2 separate regions of the Sus scrofa genome follow, and region 2 is linked to region 1. Evidence: chromatin contacts called from public Hi-C data. All regions are on one chromosome and are shown on one strand. The core of a region is the stretch at or near the end of the contact, and the rest is flanking DNA. Distances in the headings are between cores, read along the strand shown. Region 1 holds the start of CNPY3 (canopy FGF signaling regulator 3). Region 2 holds the start of MRPL2 (mitochondrial ribosomal protein L2).

What was found. Hi-C and Micro-C count contacts between places; a contact is called where the count stands out from the background.
Region 2: a contact with region 1 is called in a Hi-C map of liver, with 3 times the contacts expected there. The contact joins the promoter of MRPL2 here to the promoter of CNPY3 in region 1. A contact is called at or near these places in 2 of 5 promoter capture datasets (fetal liver and liver), 4 of 47 Hi-C or Micro-C datasets (heart right ventricle and liver) and 1 of 2 datasets of contacts at active chromatin or transcription factors (alveolar macrophages).

What each region holds. Positions count from the first base shown.
Region 1 is chr7:38,013,101-38,017,981 of Sscrofa11.1, reverse strand. CNPY3 (canopy FGF signaling regulator 3) reads right to left here and starts at 3,188. Exons shown (of 6, transcript NM_001110428.1): 1 at 2,887-3,188. The coding sequence starts at 3,061.
Region 2 is chr7:38,118,372-38,123,436 of Sscrofa11.1, reverse strand. MRPL2 (mitochondrial ribosomal protein L2) reads left to right here and starts at 2,769. Exons shown (of 7, transcript NM_001185067.1): 1 at 2,769-2,984; 2 at 4,601-4,769. The coding sequence starts at 2,889. It overlaps KLC4 (kinesin light chain 4), which reads right to left and starts at 2,763. Exons shown (of 16, transcript XM_001929222.4): 1 at 2,557-2,763; 2 at 651-932. The coding sequence starts at 908.

The DNA of each region.
Region 1 (4,881 bases), core at 1,939-4,438:
TCATTTCCTCATACCCTTCCTCAAACAGTTATTAGGCAATTCCTATGTGTCAGGCACTGCCTGGGCATAGAGAGCTAAAAACAAGGTCCCTCCCTTCCAGATACTCAGTCTAATGGAGCAGAAAGAAGTGTAAACAATTAATGTTACATAAGGAGTGCTACCAGGGCAAGTGCATAGTACCTAAGGCCTTAGCAAAGTGCCTGATGCCCTCTAGGGGTTTTGGGGGGTTGTCTGCCCATGCTCCCAGCCACACCTGAAAAGCCTCCTCCTCCAGGAAGCCCTTCCGGATGAATCCCACTCACTCTTGATTTAATTCAGAGACTCTATAGGATACAAGCTCTCACTAAGGGCTGGGTCATCTTGCGTGTCTCTCCAATTAAATGCCAAAGTGAGGATCACAAACTGGATTTTTTTCTCTATTCCTCTAGTCTGGGACTTTGTATGTGTTGGGTACTTGCTAACTATTGCTCAGAGAGGCTGTGCTTGTGGTCAGGCAGCTTCTGATATCTCCGAATGGCATGTGGTCTGCAAGCTAAATGCCATCAGTGTTGTTATAACAGCAAAAGCAGAGTTGGGCAGAAAACTGACCTACCACCAAAACCAATATATGCCCTGCAGGCTTGCTTGGTGAAGTTTTATAACATGCCAGCATAAGAGATGGCTTGGAGAACTTGGAACATACGAAAATTCCATAATGTAAGCCAGTGATCTCAGAGTCTGCAATGAAGTGGGGGTGTCTCACCTCCCTGGCTCTCCAACCAGGACCATCTAGGCTCCCTCCTCTCCTCTGTCCTGTACTTTGTGCAAGCTCATCATTCTTCTGGCTCCTGGGCCCCTCCTCCCACGCCCTCAATATGTAGTATTCCAAGCAGGGGGCGGGGTTGGAACCCACCAACCCATCTCTCTTATATCCACAACCACAACCTTGCTTCCCAACTCTTGCAAATCTTACCTCTTCAAGACCCCCTCTGCAGAACCCACCCAGAACCAGACTTGGAGGAGACTCATGGCACAGACCCCAGATCCTCATGGATCCTCATGGATCCTCATGGATCAACCACCTGCTTTTTTCTGGGCCGGTCCTCCTTTCTCTTTGCCAAGGCCTCTTCCACTCAGGCTCCTGAGCCAGGAGGCAAGCTTTGTGGGCCAGACAGTCAGCATTTAATAACAAAGGTGAAACAGTGATAAATAAAGTAAATATACACTATTAAGATGAGCCTAAGGGTTGGAGTTTGCCAAGCCATCCTGTGACTTGAAAATCCCTTTTAAACGATTCTTTATCAATTACCTACAAAATCAGCTCAGACTACAATGATCTAAAGATCTTTGACGGAGTTTCCCTCGTGACTCAGCAGTTAATGAACCCGACTAGTATCCATGAGGATATGGGTTCAATCCTTGGCCCCTCTCAGTGGGTTAGGGATCTGGCATTGCCATGAGCTGTGGTATAGGTGGCAGATGAGGCTTGGCTCTGGCGTTGCTGTGGCTGTGGCGTAGTTGGGTGGCATCAGCTCTGATTGGACCCCTAGCCTGGCAACTTCCATATGCCGCAGGTGCAGCCCTAAAAATGACAAAAAAAAAAAAAAAAAAGATCTTTGCCAACTCTATGCTTCTATGAGTCTCCTAAGGAAAAGAAATGTGAGCTTCCTCTGCTATGTATGAAAATGAGAAGCAGTAAGAGCTCTGTGCTATCAGTATAAGATAGAAAATAAGAAGGGGAAGTGAAATCCCCAAAGACACTGGTTATAGCTACAGGAAGAGTGAAAGGAAGGCACCATAACCCTCTGACTGTCTATTTAAGGGAGTGAGGGAGAAAGTACAGGCTAGAACCCACACTGGGAAGACTACCAGTGAGCTCAGCTCATCTCTGAAGCATCTCACCTTTCATCTCTCCAATGAAAGCATTATGCCTTTCAAACCACCCCCATTCGAGTGCTTAGGGAACATCTGGCTGGCTGCAGGCTTTGAATTAAGATGCAAAACATTTACAGCCGACGTTCAGGGGTGCGGGGGCTGGAGTTGGTGGAGGGAGATGGAAGGAGTATCTGTAAAGGTCTGAGGAGTAAACTGAGAAATGGAGGGGTGGGGGGAAGGTAGACCCTTCACAGTCCTGGATTGTGTGCTGACGCTCTTTGCTGTCTCTCTCAAGTGCCACACCTTCACCCCTCTGTCTTTGGGAGTCATACTTTTTCCATATTCCTAAAATCTTCCTCCCTAAGTTCCCCCAGGCTTCAGACCCTCCTCCTTCCTGCACCTACACCCACAGTACCCCCACCCCTGTTTATTCATACTTATTCCAAATACATTTATTGGATGCCTACCAGGCACTGTGTGAACAGGTATCTGAGAGAGGTCCCTGCCCCGGCAGGAGCTGACAGCAAGTCGGGGAGACGGCCAATGACACAAAGCTTGCGATGAGGGCACAGAGGGGGCGTCTCAAGCTCTTTCCTCCCCAAGACTAGTCATACGGATCTTTTCAGTTCCTCAAACTTGTCCTTTGCTTGCAAGACCCTGCATCTGTGGTTTCCTGAGTGGGACCCTCTCTTCACTTCTCACCCGGCTAACTCCTAATCATTCGGGGCTTCCTGACGAAGCCTTTCCCCCCATTTCTAGTCTAGATTAGCTGCTCCTCACCCAGCCGCCAAAGTCCTGTGCCTCCTCCATCAGGGCATTTACTAACCCGATTATAACTGCTTGTTTTCACCGATTTCTGAGCTCCAGGTGCACCAAGATCTGATCTCTCGCCCGCCTCTCTGTCCCCAGAGCTCAGCACAGTGCCAGACACACATCAGGTTCTTGCACTGGAGACTCGCTCCAGAGCCCAGGACCTTCTCCGCAAGCCCCGCCCCCCCAGCTGGATACTCCCCGCGGGCCCCGCCCCCTCACCTTCGCATTTGCTTGGCAGTCGAACCCAGTCTGTCTCCTCTGCTCGGGCCTCCCTCGGGCCCAGCTCCGGGGCGGGCAGTAGCAGCAGCAGCAACAGTAGCAGGGGAAGAAGCAGAAGACAGCGGGGCCGAGGCCGGAGCCGAGGCCGGGACGTGGGCTCAGGTAATGGTTCCATGGCCCAGCCGGACCCGACCTGAGCGGACCGGGCTGCACCTCCTCCCGCTGCGCGCGCTGGGCAGCTTCCCGGAGCCGCTTCCGGGACTGCACACGTGCCTCGGCGTAACCAGGAAAACGGCGAGCACCCCCCTCCCCGCCCCCCCAGGCAGCTCCCTCCTCTGGCCGTCTCGGCCGGCCCCCAGAGCCGACCGGGGCCTGCGGTCTACGCAGCCAATGGACTTTTTGGGGTTTGTCTTCTAGCGAATGGGAGGACGATCTTTTTTCGACCTCCGCCAATGAAATAGCGGATAGTGTCCTCAGTGACCTATGGCAACATCTTTTCCCACCCCTTAACAGAGGCTCTGGGAGGGACAGGAGGACTAGGGCTGCGGGAGAGGGAAGAAGGCTCTGGTCCTGGAAGGTGTCTTCACTGCCTTCTCCGCCTCCTTGCGCGTCACTCCCCGCCCCACCACGGTTATAATGCAGCCAGCCCTTACTGAGCACCTGCTTTTTAATTTTGCTGTGGTAGTGGTAGTGGTGATGGTAATTGCCAGTCACTCTAGTAGATGCTGTGGATGAGACCAGGACGATTCAGTCCCCAGTCTTCAAGCAGCTTTCTTAGTGCCCAGTAACTCTAGATTTGTCCCAGGGAGAACTAGAACAAGTCACTCAGAGCCTCAGCTTTTGTCTGTGTTATGACACAGTGATCCTCCTAGCTGCTGTTCGAGCTTTGTTCTCTGGGAAGCTTGAACAGGTTAATAGAATTAAAGCTTATGGAGCAGATTGTAAAAAGTTTATGCATTGATTTTCTTTTTAGTGTATAACCTCTCCTGATTTTCTGCCCTATTATTTATTTCTTTGGATTCTGAGCTCCCAGAAGGACTAATGAACAGTTGTATTTCCCTTCCACCTCCCCTGCACCAGGACGCCTGGTACCGCAATTGCTCAATGAAACCCCCTTCTCCTGTGCCATCAAGAGCAGGACTCTGGGTCTTTGGGGCTGCTTCTGGCTGCCCCTGCTCAGTGTTCTATAACAGCCCAAATCTGCTTCTCTTGCAGGTTGTCTGCAAATTCCATTTTTGTCCATAAGCCCCTGTTCCCCAGCACTTCAAGTTTCCTTCCTGGAGGTTGGATATTTATGCTATTTTATAAAGACTTGAAAGGACTGGTACTCAGCCCATTGACTTGTTGTTTCCTGATTTTAGCTTCTTGCTCAAAACAGTTGTGTGGGTGATAAGGCCCTCTGGATAGGTAGGAGCTGTGATGTGTAGAATTCCACAATAGATCAGGACGCAGAGGATCAGGACACCCTCCTGAGGTCCTCCATCCTCTCTAGGCTTCCTAAGACTTAGGAAGGCTCAGAGTCTGGCCAGGAACCCTCCTGGGAAATAATGTTAAGCCATCCATAGTGGGCATTCCTGCTGAGTCTGGGGCAGGCCAGGATTAGGGGAATGGGGGCAACTTGGGGAGGAGCCCTGAAGGTAAGGGACACCTGCTTCCAGAATAAACAAACAGGACTCTGAGAAGATATTAATTGAGGCACAAATTAGTTTGGCAGGAGCCCTGGGCTCAGCATCTGGGCTAAGAGCCGGGAAGGCACAGTGGTTGGAGAAAGTCTGGGGTTTGGGTGGACATGCCCCTTCCCCACAGCCTAGCCCTTCCTCTGTCTGTGTTAGGGAAGGAGCAGGCCCTGTGGGGATGGTGGACAGATTCATCCCAAGAAGAAGTGCCCTCTCTCTCCTTGAAGAACCCAAAAAAAGGGCCGGAGAATCTCCTTACAAGCTGATGAGAGATCAGCAGTGGAAGATAACGGGAGGGTTTTCATGGACCAGCAGCTAC
Region 2 (5,065 bases), core at 1,520-4,019, 110 kb before region 1:
GCCATACCCACAGCCTATAGAAGTTCCCAGGCTGGGGGTCGAATCAGAGCTACAGCTGCCGGCCTACACCACAGCCACAGCAATGCCAGATTTGAGCCGCATCTGTGACCTACACCACAGCTCACGGCAATGCTGGATCCTTAATCCACTGAGCGAGGCCAGGGATCAAACCCACAATCTCATGGTTCCCAGTCAGATTTGTTTCCACTGCGCCATGATGAGAACTCCCTCATCTTCAATTCTTTGCTCAAATGGTGCCTTTTCAGTGAGGCTTTCCCGGACCACCCCACCTAAAACTGTATCCTCTCTCCATACACCCCAATCCCCTTCCTTGCTTTATTTTTACCTTTTTATCCTTAGCAATTATCACTCTGGCACACTGAATCACTTATTTATTTGTGTATCACCTGCTTCCCCCAGCTAGACTCTAAGCTCCAAGATGGCAAAGCTTTATGGCCGTTGTGTTGAGTGATCACTCTCCCGAGCATCCAGAAGATTAGTGCCTGGCACATGGTGGAGGCTTAATACTTATTAACTGGGTGAATGAATTCAAGCATCTAGGAAAAGGGATCCCAAATGAACCCAAAACTCCATCAGACAATTCTTCTCCATCTACCTGGGGCCACTTGGCACCACCTCCTCCCCCTCACCTGGGCCTCACTCAGCCCCAGCTCGATGTTTTCCATGGATCGGCGCAGCTGCCGGGCCTTCTCGTGCACCAGCCCTTCTTCATGGCCTCCCTGCTGCAGACACTCGATGGTATGCGAGAGGCTTTGCAGCACTGCCTGGTGCTCACTGTGTAGAGCCTCCAGCCCTTGGCTCACCAGACGGGTGCTCCCCAGGATCTCCTCCTGGCTGAGCCGGTGCCCTGCAGACTCATCCCGCTGTCCCAACACCAGGCCCGACATCCTGGCCAGGGGACCGTGTCTGGGCTACAGAGAAACAACAGAGCTCAGCTGAAGTCAAAATAACAACGAGGGCTGAGCGCCCTGGTTAGAGGCTGGCAGGGGTGGTGGAGGGGGGAGTCCAAGTGAAGGAAAAGAGCAAATGGAGGGGGGGAACCCTGTGGTTTAATTGGAGAGAACAAGTGACCAGTGAGGAGGCAGCCTGCGACACTAGACACAAAACTAAGGTTGGGGGAGATAGAGAAGGAGAGGAATTGACTTGAACGAAGAAAAAGTATAGAAGGAACAGAGGTGCTGAGAAGTACCAGAGGGACTGAGCTAAGGAACAGAATGGAAAAGGAGTTGGAGACAGATTTGGGGTTAAGAAAAGGAATCAGGAGAGGAGAGACAGCCCTCTAGGGAGCACAGAGGGTGTTTGAGAGCACTGCAAAGGGAACGAGGTTAAAGCAGGCAGGAGATATGCTGAAAATAGTCAGAATTTTTTAAAAAGTGCGGGGAGAAATAGGTTTCAAATCAATGTTTAAATCAAGAAAGAGAAGGAAAAGAAAAAAAATAGGAGCCTTCATCACAGGACCCAGATGAGAGGCACCTAGAGGTGCGGGTCGCCCACAGAGCTAAGCCCAGCATCTGCAAACCTGGTCAGCCCTGCCTCTTTCCCCACATGCCTGAAACCTCAGGCCTCAGGCTGTCTGACTACTTCCTCAAAAGGGCCTTGTTTCTCATCTTTGAAGTCTTCTTACCTGTATATAACCCTTGGTTGTGGCGTTCAGGCAGGAGCCCGGAAGAAACTCTGTTCAAGCAGCCAGGGACTCAGAAGGATCTGCCCTGCCCAAAGTCCAGAAGTCCAGCGTTCCCACCCCTTCTCTCACCACTTCACAGCCTCCCGAGGACCTGGCATAGAGCCCCACCCAGGACAAACACCCTCCCTCCCCTGCCCACAGGTCTTCAAAGACGACCAAGGTCCCTCCTCCTTCCAGAAGCCAACCTCCCACCCCAAGCCTGGGAGCTATTTTCTCCCAAGAAGAGAGTGAGATCTGATCTGAGACCTGAGGCAAGGGGCGTGTCTGGGAACGGGTGAGGAGGAAGACCTGGTCACTCTTTGCCCAGTCATCTCTATGGCTTTGTCTCTATCATGATCACGTACTAACATACTAACAGGCTCTGAGAGTCAGCGTAGAGTGCCTCCCAGGTGCCCGATGATGCAGGGAAGAATGGCAGGTCCGCTGAGTGGCTGCGGGATCACAGAGGATCTCGGCGCTAGGACTTGGTCTCCCCGGCCTGGGAATGCGGTGAAGTGTCCCAGGCTGTCGACCTGCCCTGAGGCCCAGGGTGGGGAGAGAGTGCGATGGGCAGGAGAGAAGGGAGGAGGTGCGGGGTGATGACCCAGGTCCGCGTCGCGGGCGAGGAGGACCAGGGGCCGGATTATCCCGAGGTCAAGGAGTCAGTTGGTAGCGCAGGGGGCGGGGCGGACCGTCTGTCCGTCCGTCTGGACGCCGAGGGGGCGGGAAGAATCCCGGGGGGCGGAGTTTTTGAATCCGACTCGAGTTGTTTGAGACTGCTCGGAAGGGCTCATTTCTTAATCTGTCCGGGAGTGCAAGAAAGAGGTAGCAGGATCTCAACTCTCTGCCCCAAAGTACCCTTAAAGACTCACCCGCAGTCTGATGATCTGGCTACAGCTCTTGCCGGTACTGCCCCTTTAAATCCATCATGGCTGCCGCTCAAGGCAATTGTTTTGACGGCTCTGAGGGGCGGGGCCTGTTCCCCAGTCACGCGACCTATGAGCCGCCGGGGGATTGGGTCTACCTGGCACAGGGAGGAAAGGAGGTGTGTGTCCAACTTGGTCTCGGGTTCTCCGCCCGCCTCTTTTCTTTTTACGTCAGGATGGAGCGACGGCACTTGGACCAGTTAGCGTCATCCAGTAGCGCCAGGGTTCCTCGCTAAAGGTGATGGTGGTGTGCTGAACCCAACCGAGCCTGGCCAATCATGGCCCTGCGGGTATTGACCCGCGCTCTTAGCTCTCTGAGCCTGACGCCCCGGATCGCTGTCGCCCCCGGCCTAAACCTGCTCCCGGCCGTCCAGGTAATCTACCTTACCGGGAGTGAGGCTGTTTCCATTTGGCAACCGGAGATGGGGCACCAGGAGACGCGGGGGGGGGGGTGCGAGTCTGGTTAGGAGTCACGCCGGCCCGTGACCTTGGATAAGTAACTCTCAGCCTCAGCTTTCTCCTCTGTAAACGTTGCTATCTCATAGGGTCGCTGGATTCCTCAGACAAGATATTGAAGATGAAGTGCCTCACAGACAAATGTACAGCTTTCAATAATAACTTACGTTTATTGAGTGTCTCATAAGCCAAGTCAAATAAACTTTTAAATAAATGAATTCCTTTCAACCAGTTTATAAGTTATTATCATTACCGTGTTACACATGAGAAAACTGATATGTAATCCAAGCTCGTACACCAACTATTGGAGCTAGGCAGACTGGCTTATTATATATTATTATAACCATTAAGGATGAGTTAAAAGAATTAGAAAATTCAGGGCAAGATACCAAGACTAGGGGCCTAACATATGAAGAAATCACAAGATTCCTAGTGGGCTGGGCAACTGGTGAGTTACAGAAAAGAAGTTTGTCTTACCTCTCTAGACCTTTCAGACTGATGGTGGAGTTTGGCAGATGGATACTTAAAATTCAAAACCAAACCAACCTACAATGTGAAATGTTGGGACTACAGCAATGAACAAAACATAAATGGTCTCTCCCCTCCATTCACATCTGAAAAACTCAGAAACATAATGCAGTAAAATGGTCACAGGGCATTGCTGATGGTGGCACATGAATATATAGAAGTTATCAGCTCTGGAGAAGTGAGTTGTTTAGGGAAAGAAAAGTTTCTTGGAGAAGGAATGTTTTGAGCCAAATTTGGAAGAAGATGCACCAAAGGGAGAACACTCCATTGAAGAAACACTTCAGAGGTGAGAGGATCAGGGGAGAAGAGGTAATCAGCACACATATATCTAGATAAAGATTTCCCACTGGTATTTGTGCAAGCTGTGAAGGGTGGAGTTTTGGACACCTATTCTGGGACATTTCCAGGAGGAAGCTACAAGCTAAACTTTGTGCCCTCTCCCTTGGTTCTCCGAGGCTTCTCCTTTCTTTTGACTTTTTATGGCCACACCCACAGCATATGGAGGTTCCCAGGCTAGGAGTCGAATCAGAGCTGCAGCCACCAGCCTGTGCCTTAGCCACAAGGGATCCAAGCCATGTCTGCAACCTATATACCACAGATTCTTTTTTTTTTTTGTCTTTTCTAGGGCTGTACCTGCAGCATATGGAGATTCCCAGGCTAGGGGTCTAATCAGAGCTGTAGCTGCTGGCCTACACCAGAGCCACAACAATGCGGTATCCAAGCTGCATTTGCAACCCACACCACAGCTCAGGGGCATGCCGGATCCTTAACCCACTGGGTGAGGCCAGGGATCGAACCTGCAACCTGATGGTTCTTAGTCGGATTCATTAACCACTGAGCCACAATGGGAACTCCATATATCACAGATTCTTAACCCACTGAGTGAGGCCAGGGATCAAACCCAAATCCTCATGGCCATTAGTCGGGTTCATTACCGCTGAGCCACAATGGGAACTACCCACCTTCAATTAGCTTGCAAGTGAAATTGAATTCTGTTTATCTCTAGGTGACGAACAATGTCCTCCTTACGCTGCCCTCTGGCTTGATGTCGCTTCCCTGTCGCCCAATCCTTACCTCTGTGGCCCTTAGTGCTACGTCTGTGTCGTGGAAGAGTCGTACCAAGTATACCGTTATGCCAGTGAAGATGAGGAAGTCTGGGGGCCGAAACCACACAGGTGGGGGCAGGGGCAAGAAGATTTAAGCAGTAAAGGGGGAAAACATGGTAGGACCCTAGGTCTATATTTTGATACAGCCAGAGGAATGTAAGTAGAAAGCAATTATTGGACTCCTTCTGCATGTAGTAGGTGTGTAAGAATGAGAGGGTTGAAATCAAAGCAACAGACAAGTGGTCTGTGCGCCTAAAGATAATCTAGGTAATTGAAAACCAGCCATACTCAGGAAGTTGCACGATATTTTTCTTCATACCCCTCAAAAAGTTACAATAGAAATTGAACCCAAGTTAACATGGCTC